2 separate regions of the Mus musculus genome follow, and region 1 is linked to region 2. A link is a contact called in public Hi-C data. All regions are on one chromosome and are shown on one strand. The core of a region is the stretch at or near the end of the contact, and the rest is flanking DNA. Distances in the headings are between cores, read along the strand shown. Region 1 has its middle 63 kb from the start of Ostf1. Region 2 overlaps Pcsk5 (proprotein convertase subtilisin/kexin type 5).

Region 1 (3,393 bases), core at 469-2,968, 1.0 Mb before region 2:
TTAGTTTTGCTCTTCCTCCCAATTCCTCCCATAACCACCTTCTTCCACCTCTCCCCAACTTTGTGTCCTCTTGTCAAAACAACTATAATCCAATTTGTGCTGCACATATAAACTCCTGGGTGTGGGACAATCCATTTTAATATGGGTGACCTAGTAGGGGCCACACCCTGAAAGAAAACCAACTTTTCTCCAGAAGCCAAGGACTGTGGGTAGATTGTCAGGTGAGGAGTAGAGACCTGTGAACTCTTTCTGCTATGCTAGAATAGTGACTTAGTTGATCTTGGGCAAGCAACTAGAGCTGACCTGAGTTCATGAGTACAGTTGTTCTGTTGTGTCTAGAGAACAGTTAAACTATGGTCCTTTCCAATCTCTACCTCTTATTTTCTTTGATTCTCTGATGCCAATTTAAGACACAAAACTGCCTGGTGTTCTTCTGTCTTCTTTCTGGTAAGAGCCAGTGGTCGCAATAGTTCAGAGAATGGTGGCTAGTGTAGTAAACACTTCAGAAGTGGGGCTGGATTTTAGACAGGCCCAAATTACCATTTCACTTGGGAAAAGTAGAGATTAATTCTTACTCTCTTGAGTCTCTGATGACTTTCGGGACATGCTTCACTGGTAGACAGCAATGATGTGGGCCTCTGGGAACTAGGGCTATGTTATATGAAGTCAGCCAGCTTCTGCTCAGGTCTCTTGGAACCTAGTAGGCAGGGAACCAGAGTAGCCCCCTGGGGAGGACACCAGCCTGTAGCTGAAAGCTGTTGGTCATCTCCCTCTGACAGCTAGGACAAGCATGTCCTAAGTCCAGAAGGGAGCCATCTTGGATTCAGATCCTTCAACCCTTGAGAAATCACCTTAGCTGATACTTGAAGTGGTGTGAATACTCAGGCAATCTTTTACTGTAATCTTGATCTGCAAAACCGTGAGTGAAATAAAATTGCCATATTTAAGCCACCAACTCTTATGGTTATTTGATATCTGTTATGTGTGTCACATAACTACATTTCCCATGCTACTTAATTCTCACAATAACCCTAGGAGTGATGTGCTATTATGTCATTTTGATGGTAATGAACTTGACCCAAAGGTGTTAATTTGCCCAAATGACTAGCTAGCCAGGGTGATGGGAACTGAGTCAAGCTTTGATTGTAGCTCACATCAAACTTTTGAGCTAAGCTGCAAATCAATTGTACTATTTGAGTTTCAGTTTACACAAAAATACAAACTTGCCAAAGGTCATGAGTCTTTCAGAAGTCAGATTGCCTGTTTTTAATCTTCAGATCACAGAGTTTTATAAACCACTGAGACATTTTGGAGATACCCAGCGTGTAAGCTGTCCCCCCTTTCCCTGTATTAATGGAATGGTTACTGGTCTCTGATAGCCACTCAGATCACTTGAGTAACGCACAGAGACGTTTTAAGAGGTAAGAAATGAAACAGAAGCCACAAGTTGCACAACTGCCCCCAGAAGCCATCCTGGCTGTCAAGACTGCCTAAGCCCAAAGGATCTGCATTTGCAGCATAAGCTTTTAGCACCAGCTTATTTACCTTTAGTTCAAGACAAATGCTCAAATGCTTTCTAGTAATTGCAAAGGACTCTTACCACTTAGAGATACGATTCTCGACTGTCCGGCTTTCCTCCTTCTCATACAATTCTGATGTCTCTACATAGACCTTGCCCCTTTCCTTTTGCCCGAAATCCACACTTTGGCAAACCTCCATGCCCCTTAGCACCCTCCCCTAGTGACCTTAGTTGAGACATGTCATCGTTCTCATGAGTGTGAGTCCCATGCTCCAGGAAGCCAATACACCAGCCCCGTTTTTTGGTCACAGCTGCCTTCTATTTGGTGGGTGGAATTTAATGGTGGGAAAAAGCAAGGCATAACAATGAGACATTACACTGAAGGTTTGCCTAGTTTTCTGGGGCATGATTTTTCATAGCTCAGAGGCTGTGAAAATGAGGCCACATTGTTTGCTCTTCAGACTGGCAGTGGCTGCGGTCCCAGTATGCTAGCACATGTCTCTTCTCTGTGAATGTGTACTCCAGTTATTCTTCTGCATGACCACCTGTGGGGCAATGGGCTATGCACAGAGAGCCTGGTCTCCAGTTGAGCATAGGTCTTGAACCCCCGGTGGGATTGGTGGGTGGTAATTTCCACCTACATGGGACAGAAGGCATTCAATCAAGTCTCCTGGACCCCTGGCTCCTGTCAAAGTTACTGTCCCCACAGCCCCCACAGGAGAGGCGCGTGGTTATCTGTCACGTAGACAATGTCCCAAGCTTGTGGCATTCTGGCTAGACTCCTCCCCACAGTTACCTAACAACAGGAAGATAGCCCAGCCTACTATAAGAGAGACTGCTTGGCCCCACCTCTCTCTCTCTTTAAGCTTTCACCTTTCTTATTCTCTAGCTCTCTTTCTCTTTCCCTTCTCCCCTCTCTCCATGTGGCCATGCCCGGTCTCTCTCTCTCTTTCTACCTTCTCTCTTTTCCCCTGCCTTTCTACAAAAAAGCTCTAAAACCATAGACTAGCTCTGATCATGAAGGCCCACCATGCTTGAACAATGGGATAGGCTTTCTCCTAACGAGCTGCGTATAAGTGCCCGCCAGAAGGCCTTCCTACGCTGCAGCCATGGACTGGACTAAGGACTCTCGCCTGAGTGGGAACCATCCAGCGCCCCCCCTCTCCCCCTGCCCTCTCCTGTCTTCCTCCCTGGGTGGAGTGCCACCCCTGCGTCCACCGCCGAGAGCACCAGAACTCTGATGGGACACGGGTTCTTACCCACTTCCCTCTTTCTCTTACCCACGGCCCCTTAACCACCTTTCTCTTTCTTTTGAGGAAAGCAGTAAACTGTACTTGGCCTCACCACAATGGCTTCTACTTAAATTAATCATTTTTTTCAAGGTTCTGTTTCCAAATATGTATTGATAGTTGGGATTTTAAAATATGACTGGGTTACAGGGAAGGCACGGTTCTGCCCTTACCAAGGTTTGTGGATAACTGAGACTTTTTCAGATGAGTATACTGACTTGAGTTAGCAAGTATCAGATGACTCTATTTTAGCCCTTGAGGTTCTCTGTAATTATGGCTATTCAGGTGAGTGTAGACTAAACATTGGTTAAGCCTTTGCCAGATAGAGGGTGGGAGCAACACAACAGGTGAATCTTCCTAGCAGCCTGGAAGCCAGTCCTGGCTGCCTTTGAATGAAAACATAGAACTCTCAGCTTTTCCAGTCCCACATCTGCCTGGATACTGCCTAGGTATGTGGCCTAGAGACTGTTTCTGTGATATTTTGCTGAAGAACATGGCTGATTTTTGTCATTGTTAGAATAGTCTGCCTGAGGCTAAGGAGAAATGATTTAGATTAATTGCACTGATAAAGGAAGTCCCAAAACA
Region 2 (3,546 bases), core at 624-3,123:
ACTGATAATCACAATAATGAGGTTCAGAAACTGACAGAGGGCCATGAGTTACAAGTCTTGTAGGTGTTCATTTAGTTAAGTTTAGGCTGAACTGGTCAGGGGTGAGTTCCTGGAGCAGATAGAAATACAATTGGTCTATGACTGTCTAGGGGTCTTGGTCAGGTTCAGGGATCCTGATAGGATTTGTTTTCTCTGCCAGTTAAAGAATCAAAAGGCAGGGAAAGTGTTGAGCAGGATAGGTAACAGCTTGATAAATTTCAACCACAGTAAACAGGAGGATATAGAATCAGTAATTTAGGAGTGGCTTTTATTGAGGGTGAGGAAACACGCATATAGCAAGCACAGAGAAAAAGGACCACCTGCAAAGCAGAGAGCAGATGTGAAAAGCTGAAGACATCAGCTTTGCCCTGGGGGCTGGAACTGTTAAAGTCCTTGGCGGGTCTTCTCTAATTTAGGGCTGATCAATTTGAAGAAAGGCAAGATGGCAGACTGACCAACTTGTTTTCATCTAACCTTGAACTGTTGAGCCAATTCATCACAGGGGCCCTACCTAAAAAAAAGAAAAAGCCCCTAAGACCTTTGTTTTAGCTGCAAGACTCTTGTTTGAGGTTCAGAGGATGGCGAAGAAGCCAGTCATTGTGGAAGTTAACTATCTGTGCTACCTATCATGGTCCCTCTCCCTATCTGTTTGCCTATGAAGGAGTCTGTCTAAGTCCTAGACCCTCTTCCCATGTAAGTTTGCCACACATTCGAGGTTCAGGTCAGGGAGGTACTTTCATGGTTTTAATCTAATTAGTTCATTGCTACAAAGGGCAGTAGTTCAACTTACAATGGTGTAGTCAAGAAATGACTACAACTTTACATTTGGTGCTAGGCCTTCATCTCTTCCTAGTCAAATTTGCAAAGTTCTCAAGTGGCACCCCAGGAGAAGCCCTTGCCTCAGCAGTGGCCTTCTCAGGCTTATCAAGAAGTTGCAAGCCATGAACTTGGTAATGAAGGGAGCTGATTGGCTCTGTGACTACTAAATTGAAATTTCTTTATTGGCTGATCAACACTGTCAGCATACTTGAGTATGGAAATACACAACCCCTGCGCACCCTTCCCACCCATATACCCTAGTAGAATGACTCCTGAGATGCTGACATGGAAAGACATGTTTTTCACTGTGTTTGCATCATCATCCAGCCTCACACAGAATTCCAGCAGAAAGCACTGTGCGAGCCAAAAGGTGTCTTAGTTAGAATTGTACTGCTGTGAACAGACACCATGACCAAGGCAACTCTTGGACAACATTTAATTGGAGCTGGTTTACGGGTTCAGAGACTCAGTCCATTATCATCAAGGCAGGAGCATGGCAGCATCCAGGCAGGCATGGTTCCGGAGAAGCTGTGAGTTCTAAGTCTTCATCTGGAGGCAGCTGGAAGAAGATTGGCTTCCAAGCAGCTAGAAGGAGGGTCTTAAAGCACCCCCTACAAACAGACAATGATGTCCTTTGTCCAACAAGGTCACACCTATTCTAACAAGGCCACACGCTGTGCCAAGCACATTCAGTCCACCACACAAGGCAATCTTAAACTGTCCTGGCAAGTTGGATCCTATCTCCTTCCATTCTCTAATACAAAATGGCAGGGGGAAACCAAGGCCAGCTGTAGCTTGACCTTGCCTACCCTAAGCTGGGCTCTCAGCTCTAAACTCAGAATATGTACATGACACAGAAAGTACAACCCTGCTTCTCTTCTCTGGTTAACATCCATTTCCAGATGCTCTTGTTGCCAGACCGTAAAGTCCAAAGTTCTCCACAGAGCACTTTAGAGCCTTTGACATATTCAGCTGGGCACAGCCAAGATGAACTGAATTTCACTGTGGCTCATTGGAGCTCCTTGGCACCAAGCAGCAGACTCTAATCCACATAACCGTGTCTTCTCGTCATCACTAGCGGTGATGATCCAGCCAGATTCAGTTCTTTGGCAGCAAAGAGGCAGTTACGTAGCAGGCCAGAGCGTGAGTGGTGGCACAGGATCCTGTCCTCTACCGCCAGGAGGCTCTTCAGAGGGTGATTTGGCTGGGTTTCCCTTGGGTTGGTTGGTTTCATTTCTGAGACAGACTTTCACACTATGGCTTAAACTGGCCTTAAACTCAACATTCTTCCAGCCGTTGCTTCCCATGTGCTGGGTTAGTAGGCATGAACCCCACGCCTGGCCTTAGTTAGGTTATTATTGAGGGATTTGCTTAACAGGCTTTCTTCCAGGTGGCCATTGTTTGGACATAGCTATTGTTTTGTTTTCTGAGCAACAGAAGATATTTCTAGAAAATTCCAGACATACTTTCTGAGGTCCATATTGTAAGATCCTTGAACTTTTGTCAATATTCTTATATACCTTTGTAGCGTATAGCTTTTGCTCCAGGAACAGGCTGTGCTACCAGCCCCCCTCAGATCTGTGGATGTAAAACACAGACACATACATTGCTCAATTTCAACCTACATTCTTGGCTCAATTGCTGGGCACTACTAATTTTCCGCAGCTAATGTACCCTTCCTAATACCTTAGCTCAGCACTCTAAATCTACTCTCAACTTTAATTACTCAGTTACCTTTAGTCCCAGTTCAACACCCTAACCTCCCACCTGGAAAAGTGGCCTATGGCCACTTGCCCAAGATCTTATATGGTTGGTTACCTTTTGTCCCTCTAAAGCATGGTGAAATTTTTCCTTCCTCCTCTTCATCTCCTCCCCTCCTTTCCAGGGACCCTGAAGTCCTGTCTCTTTCCTTCCACCCCACAATTGGCCCCTGGCATCTTTAGGGGTAGATCAAGAACCAATTGGGGAACAGAACCTTAGCATCGGACCCACCCCCTACATACTTTAAGTATGTAATGTTTTAAGATTAACATGGTTTTATTTAATTGGGCACAGACATGAAATTTCTGACACAAGAATTACTGCTAGTAGAAGGTGTGGCCAGGACTCAAGCCACCACTTCACACGTGTCCCTCATACTGCTTTCTTTTTTAAGAGTGCCAAAGCACATTAACTTCAAACGACACACATTGTAATGTGAGCAGAAATCCTTTCCCAAAAAAGGATGCAAAGTTCACTGACCCTTTGAACTTGCCTTTTTGGTTTTTTTGTTTGTTTGTTTGTTTGTTTGTTTTTGTTTTTTACTTATAAACCCAAATAAATACAAACTTGCTTTGCCATACACTAGCCTCTGGGGTTCCTACCTTCTCCAGACTGACCTTCTAATGGGCTAATACATACAAAAGACTTAGCTATAATGTGACAGTATTTAAAGGGGCATAAAACATGTTGAGAGTTCAGAGAAACAAGCTCACTTTGCCAAAGAAGTATTGATGCCCCTTGTCCTTGTACAAGGCTGCCAAAGGCATCCCAAAATAGTGTGAAATGTTACAAATAGAGTTGGCTCTACTGTGCACAAATAAAGCTGCAAAGGTCAAAATCAAATGGTATCTTAATTAAATATCTGTAAATTGCAACATGTCAAACTAGTCAATTGTAACTCCACTCTTAAGGAATTGTGTATAATTA

The links. A called contact is a pair of places that touch in the nucleus more often than the background predicts.
Region 1: a Hi-C map of liver shows a contact between it and region 2, with 6 times the contacts expected there. A contact is called at or near these places in 5 of 484 Hi-C or Micro-C datasets (liver and uterus) and 1 of 130 datasets of targeted methods (extraembryonic endoderm stem cells).

Annotation. Positions count from the first base shown.
Region 1 is chr19:18,567,021-18,570,413 of GRCm38.p6, reverse strand. No RefSeq gene overlaps it. Among named protein-coding and RNA genes, the nearest start is that of Ostf1, 63 kb to the left of the region's middle.
Region 2 is chr19:17,553,733-17,557,278 of GRCm38.p6, reverse strand. All of the region lies in intron 20 of Pcsk5 (proprotein convertase subtilisin/kexin type 5), which reads left to right. It overlaps Gm41813 (a long non-coding RNA gene), which reads right to left. Exons shown (of 3, transcript XR_877744.2): 3 at 2,389-2,436. Among named protein-coding and RNA genes, the nearest start is that of Gm41812, 19 kb to the left of the region's middle.